Linked DNA regions of Pan troglodytes: region 1 is linked to region 2. The links are chromatin contacts, called in public Hi-C maps. All regions are on one chromosome and are shown on one strand. The core of a region is the stretch at or near the end of the contact, and the rest is flanking DNA. Distances in the headings are between cores, read along the strand shown. Region 1 holds the start of ABHD2 (abhydrolase domain containing 2, acylglycerol lipase). Region 2 holds the start of MFGE8 (milk fat globule EGF and factor V/VIII domain containing).

Region 1 (6,364 bases), core at 582-3,081, 180 kb before region 2:
GAAGTTAAGTAGCTTGCCCAAGGTTGCACAGCCAGTAAGAGGCAGGGCTGGGATTCAAATCCAGGCACTCAGGCACCAAAATCTGTCCTCCTAACCTCTCTGGACTCCCCTAGAACTTAAAACACTGAGAATGGGCAAACTAAGCTTGGAGTGAAATAAGTCATGCACTGGCTAGATCTAAATACAGTCAAGAGATCAACCCTTAGTCATGGGCCTGTGATGACCAACCAGCCCTGTGACCACCCCAGGCCTCAGTTTCCTCACCTGTGCATTGAGGAGACTGAATGAGAGTCCACCTAATTAGACTTAGATAGAGATGAGCTCTATCTAAGGTGCCTTCAGCTCTAAAATGTCACAGTCCGTGCTGACTACCAGCTGTATATGGACTGCTTTCTGACTAGATGTTCAAAGATTAATTCATCCTAAAACACACAGCAAGGTGTGTTAAGATTCTTTCTCTGCCTCCTGACCTTCAGAAGATTATTATGTTCTCTCTATTCCGGCAAATGACAGAGGGTAGTGAAGGATTTCTCTTTTGGACTCTGCTTAACGTGGCTGTAAGGAAACGGCCTTCGAAAAGCTCTGGGCACAGATCTTGTTGACTCTGCCAAACCTGCAGTCTCTCCGGGTCCCTCTGTGGAGCCTGTTCTTGGAACATGCCTTTCGATTTGGTTACTGGAATGCAGGTGAAACTGAGAAACTGGAGGTCCAGCAACCAAAAAAGAGAGATTGGGAAGATTAAGAGAGCGGTCCATGGTAGTCCAAATACAAGGAGTTTCATAGTGGCTAAATAAACCTCTGTCTTTTTGTATAATCCAGTCTCTTTGCTAACACCCACTCTTGAGAGCTGAAACCTCAAAATTCATTATGGGTGAATTCAACAGCCACTTGGAACCTAATGGACGCCCAGAAGTACTCTTCTCAAGCTAGGCATCAAAGGCCACTTAGAGTGCATTTGTGGGTAGAGAAGGCCCTTACAGATGGGTCATGCAGTCCTCCCTTGGGGTCCTAAGCATCCCACACAGGTGGCTGTCATCAGGCCACTGCTTGGACATCGCCAAGGTCGAGGCGCTAGCTGCCCGGCCTGGCAGGCAGCCTCCTGCGCTGCTGGACAGCTCTAGCTGTGGGGAAAGCTCACGAAGGGCCTAGAACAGTGCCGGTCGCGGGGCCGAACTCGGTAAATGTGCTTCCAAGTGGGTCAAAAGCTGCCTTTCTAGAACTTAAACCCACTGGTCCTGCGTGAGCCCCTGGAGCCCCGAAACACAGAGGCCTCTCGGGTATCTCGGGCTGTAATCAGGCCCCTCGGCCCTCTCCTTCCAGGTGCGGATCCCGGACCTTCTTCGCCAAGCCTGAACCGGCAGACCCCTCCCCAGGCCCCTGAAGACCCAGGAGTGAGCACCAATGGGGGAAAGGCCGCGGTCGGGGTTGTCCCCAACCTCGGTTCCTCGGGCAGAAGGGGACAAAGGGCCTCAGGAAGGCGTATCCCCCGCCGCGATCTGGGCTGTCCCCACCACTGGGCAAGCCAGCCCCTGGGACCCCCACGGCGCCAGATGACAGGCCCCCCAGGATCCCCTCAGGCTGTGGCGTGATGGGCCGAGCTACGCCGGGGACCTCGGGGCTCGGAGATTCGGTTCGACGGGTCCGGGGTGCGATCCCCGCTCCGCGGAGCTCGCTCGGCCGTGGCTTTACCTGCGTGTGATTGCCTACAGGTGCTCAGGTCGCCCCCAGTCTGGTTCCTGCAGCTCCCCGGCTGCCAGCGGCGCTCATGGATATACAGCCGGAACCCCTGGCCAGTGCAGCTCCCGCCGCTACCGGCCCCGCCCAAGTAACTGCCGCCACGCCCCTGACGACCGCTTCTGCCACGCCCCTAACCACGGAAACCGCTTGTTCATTGGGCAGTTCAGCCGCTTCTCCACTTGCCCCGCGCGCTCATTGCGTCTAGGAGGGGATCCATTGATCAGCGAAGCTGTTCCTCAGAGTGGAGGCGGGATTCTTAGGGGAGAGCTCCTCAGCAACTGGTTACATTTGACGGCTTTAGTCCAGGGACCCAGACGCTACTGGATAAGGCCAGCCCGGAGTGGGCGGGGAAAGGGGAGGAGGGCTAGAAGGTGGGTCGTGTTTGATGTCGATGGGGGCGGGGTGAAGAGAGGGGTAATTGTGACCGCAAACTGCTTTAGAGGGCTGGGTAAGGTCAGCTGTCGACTGGGCTCAGAGGAATGAGGTCGGCTGGTAGCTCAGCTGCTGGTAGCTCAGCTGCGGCTCTGATGGGTCCAGGCCGACTGACTGACTCACGTGTACTCAAATTTCGCAGGGGTGAAATTTGAGGTCATATCCCGGGAGAGAGGAAGAAGGGTCGTGAGTCACCGAACCCGAAGGAGAGGAAAAGATGTGGAGGCAGCGGTCTATGGCCTCTTCCAGCTCCGGACGGGGGATGGGGACGCTCTGGGCAATACGGGCCTCAGTTATTGTCCCACTGTCCTTTCAACCCTTAACCAACCCAGTTGGAGGCCGCCTGGAAGAATGTAGCCTTGGAACTAGGGCCTGGAATTGGGGCTCCTACCGGTTGTGTGGGCTTGGGCAAGTCACTTAACCTTCCCGCATGCTCCCTTCACTTGGCAACTGAGGGTGACAATAGTAGTTGATGAGAAGATTAAATAAACTCTGATAAATGCCAACAGTGGCTGGCACTCAACAGGCATTCAATCAAGGCTGATTCTTCCCCCATCACCCACTCACCTCATCCGGCTGGGAAACTAGGCCCATTTCTAAAATTCTATGAGCCTGAAACTGCTTTTGCAATGGCATGTCGTGTACCAAGAATAGAACACTTGAGCGACTTGAAATGCAACCCCTGTAGGGCAGACAAGGCCACCCTACCAAGGCCCCATAGGGCTGGGAGAGAGGGAGCAGGGGATGAAATGAGAGGAGCGATTTAGTCAGAGAAGGGAAGTGGCATTTGTTGCCATGTAAATTTTTCCCAACATATTTCAGGTTGTGACAAGGAACAATGGGCTGGCTCAAGTTTTATGGAGCGTAACCAAATAACATCCTTTGAAGGCTGATCAGCACCGGACCAGAAATCATTGCATGAGCTCTATCTGTCAGAGACCCCTGAAACCCATTCCCCATTCTGAAGGTGTAGACATCACAGAGTGTGGACAGAAATAGCTTCTCAGGCCTGAATGTAGCCCCAGACCCTTTGTGTCTGTCTTTGAAAGAACTCACAGCCATGGTACATCAGAGTGAAGGAGAAGAAAGAATCCTTTGCCATTGCTCTATTTTTCATTCAGTTGTCATGTTACCTTGAAAAAAAAGGTTTCATCTCAGTGTTTATATATTCCTCTGTATTCTCTTTCATCTTGGAAAAGAAAAACCCAGGCTTCAGTAGCAAAGTCTCTTAGTGATGAACCCCATCATCCTGACTCCGAGTTAAAACAGTTTGGACTTCCAAAAAAGAGCTTTAGATTATCACTAGATAAGTATATAAGGTAATGCATATGTTAACTAGCTTGGTATAGCTATCCCACAATGTATACATGTATCAAAACATGGACCGGTACAGTGGCTCACGCCTGTAATCCAACACTTTGGGAAGCTGAGGCAGAGCCCAGGAGTCTGAGACCAACCTGGGCAACAGAGTGAGACCCCGTCTCTACAAAAAATTTAAAATTTAGCCCGATGTGGTGGTGCATGCCTGTAGTCCCAGCTAGTGGGGAGGCTGAGGCAGGAGGGTTGTTTGAGCCCAGGAAGTTGAGGCTGCAGTGAGCTGTGATCGCACCACTGCACTCCAGCCTGGGCCACAGAGTGAGACCTTGTTTGACAAATAAACATAATAACATGATAAACATAAATAAGTAAAGCATGTTGTACATCATAAATATATACAAATTTTGTCAATTAAAAATTAATAATAATCTAAAAAATAGGCTGGGCACAGTGGCTCAAGCCTGTAATCCCAGCACTTTGGGAGGCCAAGGCAGGAGGATCACCTGAGGTCAGCAGTTCCAGACCAGCCTGGCCATCATGGTGAAACCCCATCTCTACTAAAAATACAAAATTAGCTGGGCATGGTGGCACACACCTGTAATCCCAGCTACTCAGGAGGCTGAGGCAGGAGAATCGTTTGAACCCAGGAAGCAGAGGCTGCAGTGAGATTGCACCACTGCATTCCAGCTTGGATGACAGAGTGAGACTCTGTCTCAGAAAAAAAAAAAACAAAAAAGATTTGTCACTAGTTTTGGAGGGGTGTGTACACATATCTATGTACACATTTGGTTCTGATCCACAGTTTTCTGGTTCTTGTCTTTAAACAGTGCTGCTTGGTAGCCATACACATGGCTGCATGCATGTTACGGAAATAGGCCCAGCCCAATACAGGTTTGCTTCTGCCTGTGTTTGCTAAGGGAAACTGAGATGTCTTGTTAGGCCCTGAAAAGCATGAAGTGGCTCCTGAGATCCAGGATGATTTCTCCAACTTGATTCAGAGCCACAAAAAGCAGCTGTTAGGAGTAGATTGCAGATGGGCTCGCCATTGTGTAAATGGCTTTTTTCTCCCATCTCAGGAACATAGGTTCAGCCACCAGTTCCAGAAAAGGACATCTTTCCAGTTCAGGAATTCTAAAACACAATTATGTCACAGAGGCTCAAAAAGAGGCACAGACTGAGCTCAGGAAGAGGAGGAAGAGTAAAAGGATCCGGGCATCTTCTCTGCAGCTCTGGCAGGCTTAAAGAATGATCCATTATCATTTCCCAGCACACAGAACTGTTTCCTTAATTGTCTCTGGTTTCTGTTTCCTCCCTTCTGCTTGCAGTCTTGCCATATTCTGTTTAATCATATTATTTCATTCTATAAATCATTTCTGAGGGAGGCCATTTAGGAGACAAAATGGACTTATTTTTGCCTTCAAGTTTAGTGGCCCGTTGGGATTGAGGATTTGGTGAGCCTTGGCCTGAGATAAGCAGGTGTTGGGATGTGGCTGTAAAGTGAATTTTCAAAACCGTGACAGTACCTTGTTATAAAAAAGAACAAGGGAGAGGGTATGCCCCAGTCACCTTCTGGGATGGCCAAAGCTGCAGGACTTCATTAAAGTAGAACTGCTTCTAACTCAACTGGGGCCTCTGCAGGATTTCCTAACCTGAGAAAGTCAAGGTACTCTGGGAGACAGCAGGGAGCAGTGGTTGGAGCAGATAATGTGTTCTATTTATTCTTTTAAGGAAAATCAGCAATTCACTCAGTTTGTCATTTTTGTTATTCTGTGTCCTCGGGGGATGGTTCAGAGAAAGGGGATTTGGAAGCTCTACTGCTGGGGCTTGGATCCTGATTCCATCCTTCCTAGCCTTGTGACCTTGGGCAAGTACAGCACATCTCTGTGCCCTACTTTCTTCTGTAAAATGCAGAGGACAGTGAAGTGCTTGTCTCATGGGGTCCTTTGAGTGGCAGATGAGTTCACAGATGCAAAGTGCATCAAACAGTACCTGGCACATACCTAAAAATGTTTAATAAATGTTTGCCACAGCTATTATAGGAGCCCATTTCAGAACCTTCCTCTAAGGTCCTCACTCATTTTCTAAGTTCTAGCCCTCAGAAGTAGTGATCACAGGATTCAGGATTTTTAGAAAATATAGATAGACTTTATTTTTTAAAGCAGTTTTAGGGCCAGGCACTGTGGCTCATGCCTGTAATCCCAACACTTTGGGAGGCTGAGGTGGGCGGATCACTTGAAGCCAGGAGTTTGAGACCAGTCTGGTCAATTGGTGAAACACCGTCTCTACTAAAAATACAAAAATTAGCTGGGTGTGGTGACGTGTGCCTGTAATCCCAGCTACTTGGGAGGCTGAGGCAGGAGAATCGCTTGAACCTAGGAGGCGGCGGATGCAGTGAACCAAGATCGTACCACTGCACTCCAGCCTGGGCAACAGAGGGAGACTCTGTCTCTAAATAAATAAATAGTTTTAGGTTTATAACAAAATTACGTGGAAAGTACAGACAGTTCCTATATACACACTCTCCAACACATGTAGGATTTTTTTTTTTTTTTACACTAGCAAAAACTCACCACCTGGTGCGAGAAACTTTTCCTTTCGAATATGGTTACCAAAAACGGTTTGAGGACCGAGTTAAGGTTTTTGAGACTAGACCTCATCAGTGTAATCATTGTGAGGGAAATGGAAAGGATGAGGCTAAGAGAATAATAGTAAAAGCTGCAGCCTGGAGGTTCATAAAGTATTCCTGCAGTCATGACATGGTGCAGTCTGAGGGATCCAATATTGTGGCTTTATTGTCACACCCGGTGCAGTCTGCATGCAGTCTAGGAAGGAGGTTCAGAATGTCCTCTTACCAGGTCGACTGTCTGGCTTCTTATTG
Region 2 (7,294 bases), core at 2,247-4,746:
ATCCTCTTTAATTTTTTTGATGATGTTTTGTAGTGTTCAACGTACAGCTCTTGTATTTCTTTTTCTTTTTTTTTTGAGACGAAGTCTCTCTCTGTCGCCCAGGCTGGAGTGCAGTGGCACGATCTCAGCTCACTGCAACCTCTGCCTCTCAGGTTCAAGCGATTCTCCTGCCTTAGCCTCCCAAGTAGCTGGGATTACAGGTGCCAGCCACCACACCTGGCTACTTTTTGTATTTTTAGTAGGGACAGGGTTTCGCCATGTTGGTCAGGCTGGTCTTGAACTCCTGACCTCAGGTGATCCACCCACCTTGGCCTCCCGAAGTGCTGGGATAACAGGCATGAACCACCGTGCCCCGCCATGTCTTGTATTTCTTTTGTTAAATTTATTCCTAAGTATTTTATTCTTTTTAATCCTATTGTAAATGGGATTTTTAAAAATTATGTTTTTGGATTGTTTATTTCTAGTGTAAGAAATACACCTGATTTTTGTATATTAATTGTGTATCCTGCAACCTTGCTTAGCTCATTTATTATCTTTAATAGTTGTGTGTTTTTGTGTGTGTGTGTATGTGGATTCTTTAGGGTTGTTTTTTTGTTTTGTTTTGTTTTGAGATGGAGTTTCGCTTTTGTTGCCCAGGCTGGAGTGCAATGGCGCGATCTCGGCTCACCGCAACCTCCGCCTCCCAGGTTCAAGCAATTCTCCTGCCTCAGCCTCCCGAGTAGCTGAGATTACAGGCATGCACCACCACGCTCAGCTAATTTTGTATTTTTAGTAGAGACGGGGTTTCTCCATGTTGAGGCTGGTCTCGAACTCCTGACCTCAGGTGTTCTGCCCACCTCAGCCTCCCAAAGTGCTGGGATTACAGGCATGAGCCACTGCGCTTGGCTCTTTAGGGTTTTTTATATACAAGATCATGCCATCTGTAAGTAGAGATAGAGATAGTTCTACTGCCTCCTTTCCAATGGGGATGTATTTTCTGTTTCTTGCGTAATTGTCCTGGCTGGAACCTCCAGCACAGTGATGAAATAGAAGTGATGAGAGCAGAACACCATGTCCTATTCCTGAGCTTAGGGGAAACATTCAGTTTTTCACCATTAAGTATGATAGTAGCTATGGGTTTTTCATATATATATATATATTTATTTATTTATTTATTTTTATTTTTATTTTTTTTGAGACAGAGTCTTACTGTGTCACCCGGGCTAGAGAGCAGGAGTGCAATCTCGGCTCACTGCAACTGCCGCCTCCCAGATTCAAGCGATTCTTGTGCCTCAGCCTCTTGAGTAGCTGGGATTGCAGGTGTGCACCACCATGCCTGGTTACTTTTTGTATTTTCAGTGGGGACCAGGTTACACCATGTTGGTCAGGCTGGTCTTGAGCTGCTGACCTCAGCTGATCTGCCCGCCTAGGCCTCCCAGAGTGTTGGGATTGCAGGCGTGAGCCACTGTACCCATCGGTTTTTCATAGATTTTTAAAAATCAGGTTGAGGAAGCTCCCTTTCACTTCTAGTTTGTTGAGTGTTTTATCACGAAGAGGTGTTGGATATTATCAAATGCTTTTTCTGTGATTATTGAGTTGATACTATATGTCTTTTCCCCATATATATATATATATATATATATATTTTTTTAAGACGGAGTCTTGCCCTGTTGCCCAGGCTGGAGTGCAGTAGCGCGATCTCGGCTCACTGCAAGCTCCGCCTCCCGGGCTCACGCCATTCTCCTGCCTCAGCCTCCTGAGCAGCTGGGACTACAGGCACCCACCACCACGCTCGGCTAATTTTTTTTTGTATTTTTAGTAGAGACGAGGTTTCACCGTGTTAGCCAGGATGGTCTCGATCTCCTGACCTCGTGATCCGCCTGCCTCGGCCTCCTAAAATGTTGGGATTACAGGCATGAGCCACCACGCCCAGTACCCCCTTCTGAATATTTTAAGAAGGGCATCTTGCCAGTGGACTCTAGTCCCAACTTAGGTCTCAACACAGCTAGGAGGGGAGATGTGTGACTGTTCTATTTTGTTTGTTGGCTAGTCTGACTTAAACACTTATTACTATTACTATTGTTATTATTTTTTGAGACAGTCTCGCTCTGTTGCCCAGGCTGGAGTGCAGTGGTGCAATCGTGGCTCACTGCAGCCTCGACCTCTTGGGATCAAGCGATCTTCCTACCTCAGCCTCCTGAGTAGCTGGGACTACAGGCATGCGCCTGGAATACTTTTGTATTTCTTTTTTTGTAGAAACAGGGTTTTGCCATGTTGCCCAGGAAGGTCTCGAACTCTTGAGCTTAAGTGATCCGCCTACCTCGGCCTCCCCAAGAGCTGGCATTACAGGCTTGAGTCACCGCTCCCGGCCTGAAGCATTATTATTATTATTATTATTATTATTAGAGACGGAGTCTCACTCTGTCACCCAGGCTGGAGTGCAGTGGCATGATCTCGGCTCACTGGGACCTCTGCCGCCTGGGTTCAAGCAATTCTCCTGCCTCAGCCTCCCGAGTAGCTGGGATTACAGGCACCTGCCACTGCGCCCGGCTAATTTTTGTATTTTTAGTAGAGACGGGGTTTCACCATCTTGACCAGGCTGGTCTTGAACTCCGACCTCAGGTGTTCCACGTGCCTCGGCCTCCCAAAGTGCTGGGATTACAGGTGTGAGCCAACGCACCCAGCCAAAACACTATTATTAAAATCACTTATTTGTAAACAGGTAATATTTGCACATGATAAGTACAAATCATTTAGTAAAAAGTCAACGGTGACAGGATTGCTTTGTTTTATTCCCTTTCGGCAAACAGGTGCCCATTTCCTCGCATTTTGTCTATGGTGCTTTTCTTGCAACAAAGGCAGAGATGAATAGCTGCTACAGAGACTCAGGGCCTACATATCAGAGAACATTTTCTATTAGGTCCTTTACAGAAATCTTTGCTGATTTTTTTTTTTTTTTTTTTTTTTTTTTTTTTTTTTTTTTTTTTTTTTTAGTATTTTACCATTTCAGACAATGTTGCTATGCTATCTTTGTATATCTGTCATTTTGCACATGGGAGTTTCTGTAGAATGAATCTCTCTATGTGGAAATGCTAGGTCTTAAGGTGTCAGCATTTGTCGTTTTGATAGGTGTTTCCAAATAGCCCTCTAGGGAAGTTGAACTAATTTATACTGTCTTCAGCGAAACATGCTTGGACCTGTTCCCCACAGCCTCCACTAACCTTGTTAACATCTTGATACTTGCCGATCCGAGAAGGGAAACACGATGCTCATTGTAGTTTTAATTTGCATCTATCTGATTATGAATAAAGAGTTAGCATCTTTTCAAGTCTAAAAATCTTAAAAACAAAACTCCTGAACTTTTCCCGCCCAACAGACTCAAGACTCGTGACCGGGCCGTTGGCACGACGCGGGACGCCGGTGTGGCAGTGGCGGAAGAGGCAGATATCGCGGACCACCCCCGCGCCCCCCAATTCCTTTCAACCAATTCCCTCGCAGCCGCGGAGCCCCGCCCCCAGTCCGCCTCTGGCCAGCTTGGGCGGAGCGCACGGCCAGTGGGAGGTGCTGAGCCGCCTGATTTATTCCGGTCCCGGAGGAGAAGGCGCCAGAACCCCGCGGGGTCTGAGCAGCCCGGCGTGCCCATTCCAGCGCCCCCGTCCCCGCAGCATGCCGCGCCCCCGCCTGCTGGCCGCGCTGTGCGGCGCGCTGCTCTGCGCCCCCAGCCTCCTCGTCGCCCTGGGTGAGTGGATCGCGCCTCTGCCCCTCGCCCCTCCTCCCCGCGCCGCTCGGAAGTTTGCCCGGCGCCCGCCCTCCACCTCCACTGTTGACAAACTTAGACAAAGCCCCGGGGACCGGGCCGGGCAGAGGGGCGGCTTCTTCCGCTGCGCCCTGGCGGGACAGGGGGATGCGGCCCTGCTGTCTCTGCGCTGGGGCTTTTGGGCTGGGACTCGGGACATCGGGTGACAGCCCTGCCGCCCCCAGGGATGCGGCTTACAGATAATGACAAAGGAATCCGCTGTGTCGGGCCTCTCTTTTCCCTGGTGAAAAATGAGGCCAGGGAACTGCGTTTGACTTTCGAACCCCTTCCACCTGGGAGATTCTAGGACTCTAGTATGGATAAGTCTTGTCTGGATAACTTTGTCCTGGCCATCTCCCTGCCAACTCCAGTTGGCTGGACAGTTCATTGGATTTTTGCGCTCCCAATTGTCCGTGCCTGGTCACATAAGGGAAGGGCTGGGGAGTCGGTGCAATGGACGCAGGCCGTAAGCGGGGCCCGGGAGGGGACCCAGAGGCTTCGAGGAACTTGGAAGAGGGCTGCCTGCTGATGGGAGTCTCCTGACTCCCTCCCTCCCGCGGCCTTGGCCGGCTGCTGTATCTTCCCTGGTCCTCCTCCGCCTCCCAGGAGGCCTCCGGCGGCCAGCTGGGCCCCTTGCAGGCTGGACTTGCGGATGCCCCGTGCCATTCACCGTGGAGCGCTGGGAGGGGGTCAGGGCCAGGACTCTTTAGGCGGCCCCTCCATCATTTTCTCATAGAAATGGGATTGACTGAAGCAAGGTAGGTAACAGCTGAGCCCCAGCCCTATGTCCTGTGATCTGCCTGACCCTCGGGGCTAGAGCTTCCAGAGTGCTCCAAGCTCCCAGGAACTTGGGAGCTCCTGGCCCTCCCCGGCCACCATGAAAGACAGCTGGATCTTCATAGCCCCTTTCTACTCTTCCCTGTACCCCCCAACCTGAACTCTGGCCAAATGTTACTGGAAAGTCCCCGAAAGAGCAGGACTCTGAAGTCCCAAAGATGTTTTTATACAGGGTGATCTGGCCTTTTCCAGAAGGAGGAAACACCATACCTATCTTCCACACAGGTAACGTGGCTGGGTAGAGTACACCTTTCACTTTCCCGTTTTCCCACTGGACCGTTTTGCCCTGGAGCAGTGTAGGGAGAGGGCCGGTGCAGTTGGGAGGGAAGAGTCCATTCCCAACCCAAGCCTCTGTCTGTGTCAATGCTCGCCCCTGCCTGCCAGGTCAGAGGAAGGATTACCTGCTATTTAAAGCCAATGACTAATAGCTCCTTGGGAGCCACTTTAAGCTCCGGAGGCCCGTGGAGGGGGAGCTCTGAGGGCAGATCGCTCATTAATGGTGTTGTTGCCTTCCCTGGAGTGGGATGAAGGGGCTTTGAGATTTCAGGAGGACTCTCCAGCCTTAGATGGGTGACTCTGAGGGGGAGGCAAAAAGGGTTTTTTTTTTCTTTTTTCTTTTTGAGATGGAATCTTGCTGTGTCGCCCAGGCTGGAGTGCAGTGGCGTGGTCTCGGTTCACTACAAGCTTCGCCTGCTGGGTTCATGCCATTCTCTTTCCTCAGCCTCCCAAGTAGCTGGGAGTACAGGCACCCGCCACCACGCCCGGCCCGACTAATTTTTTGTATTTTTAGTAGAGATGGGGTTTCACCGTGTTAGCCAGGATGGTCTGGATCTCCTGACCTCATGATCCTCCCACCTTGGCCTCCCAAAGTGCTGGGATTACAGGTGTGAGCCACCACACCCAGCCAAAGCAAAAAGATGTCTCATGTCTTGCTCCAAATGACAGATTTGGGTGTAGGGTCTGGGGCAGCCCTTCTGGGATGCTAATGTCGGCTAGAGGACTCCTGTTGGGCCCGGCCGACCCACCAGAGTCAAGGGATTGAGGACAGGCCCTCCTGTTCCTTCTCCTGTGTTCTCCACCACCGGGGCTGATAGTGTACATCTGTCATCCAGGTTCCCATCCAGAAGCCCTGGTGGCCTCTCCAGCCCATGCCCCCTGGTGGTTCTGAAATCACCCTTCCTTTTCACTTCTCTGCTCTGACTTCCTCTCTCACCATGCTCTCCTGCTCTCCACCTTCACCCTCTTCAGTGGGATTTCTGCATTTCAGCCAGAGGGACCTGTCTGCAGCTACCAGATGCTCCCCACCCTGGGGGAGCTCAGCGGCATGTCTGCACATGGGCCTTTTCAGCCTTCTTCATCCTGCAATTGGAACTGACTATTTTATTTTTATTTTTTCTCCCCCCTGGTGGACAGTGGTGAGGAGGGTGAAGGAAGGTTAAAAGCCACTGCTCTACAGGATGAAAAACTAAACTTGTCATTCTTCAGATCCCTCCCAGTCTGGCCCCAGCCTACCCTTCCAGCTGCATCTAACTGTGCTCCAACATACCACACCCTCTGTGCATCTGCTTTTCTTGGAACATTCTTTACTCATTGCCCAGTCTGGCACCCCCCTTACTTTGTCTTCTAGACCCAGCTCAAATATTCCCTCCTCTGGGGAACTTCCAATTCCCCAGCAGAAATCATGCCTCCAGTGACGGTCCATGCAGGCTTCTGGAGCATTGGGCAATCTTCCTCATCTGTGGACTTGCTGGCCTCTTTCCCCTTGGCTTCTTGAGGCCTGCGCTGCATCTGATTTCTCTGTCTCAGGGGCCTAGCATGGTCATTGGCCCTCCCAGTGTTTCCTGGATGATCATCGTGCTGTTCCTGAGTCAGGGCTGCCGTTGGAGGTGACATCTGTGACTGCAACCTGTGCCTGAATTGGTGGGCGGAACCTGCTCGATGGGCCAGGACAATGCTTCCTTCCACTGCCCCTGCCTGAAAGTCCTCATGGGCCTCCTTTGCAATCAAACTGCTGCCAAGAGACCTGCCCTGGACCTTGCCTGCTTCTCCAGACCCCAGCTGCCAGCTCTTCCACCAGTGGGCAGTGGTCCCCAGCACCACTGCCATTGTCAGCCAGCACTTTTCTGGACACTCCCAGGCCACTTGGAAAGCTGGGCGCTTCCCTTATGTGGGCCGATTCGCCTACACATGGACTTCCTTGGCTCTAGGCGGACTCAGGCTCCATCCAGCACACGGGGGAAGAGGGAGAGGAAGAGATAATGGGCTGAGTTTGAGTGGAGGGTCCTTTTGGGCTGGACCCATCTGCTACTTCTCACCTGTGTCCCCAGCTCCTTCCTGATCATCTGCTCATCTTACCTGTCTCTGTCCCCAGATATCTGTTCCAAAAACCCCTGCCACAACGGTGGTTTATGCGAGGAGATTTCCCAAGAAGTGCGAGGAGATGTCTTCCCCTCGTACACCTGCACGTGCCTTAAGGGCTACGCGGGCAACCACTGTGAGACGAGTGAGTATCTGGGGGTGCTTGTTGCCTGTTTCTAGCAGTAGACCCTGAGCCACAGCCCTGGTGGCATAGGCCATATGCTGGCCTTATTCTCTCCCTGTGATCCCCACCCCAGTGGAGGTGTCAAGGCCTCCTCTGGGGAGACTGAGAGAGAGAGACAGAGCCTCAGTTAGACCGAGGGG

Evidence for each region. Hi-C and Micro-C count contacts between places; a contact is called where the count stands out from the background.
Region 1: a contact with region 2 is called in a Hi-C map of stem cell-derived neural progenitor cells, with 2.4 times the contacts expected there. The contact joins the promoter of ABHD2 here to the promoter of MFGE8 in region 2. A contact is called at or near these places in 1 of 7 Hi-C or Micro-C datasets (stem cell-derived neural progenitor cells) and 1 of 1 datasets of contacts at active chromatin or transcription factors (stem cell-derived excitatory neurons).

What each region holds. Positions count from the first base shown.
Region 1 is chr16:80,882,897-80,889,260 of NHGRI_mPanTro3-v2.0_pri, reverse strand. It overlaps ABHD2 (abhydrolase domain containing 2, acylglycerol lipase), which reads right to left and starts at 1,831. Exons shown (of 12, transcript NM_001280039.1): 1 at 1,690-1,831.
Region 2 is chr16:80,705,166-80,712,459 of NHGRI_mPanTro3-v2.0_pri, reverse strand. MFGE8 (milk fat globule EGF and factor V/VIII domain containing) reads left to right here and starts at 3,496. Exons shown (of 8, transcript XM_001165898.8): 1 at 3,496-3,718; 2 at 6,984-7,115. The coding sequence starts at 3,646.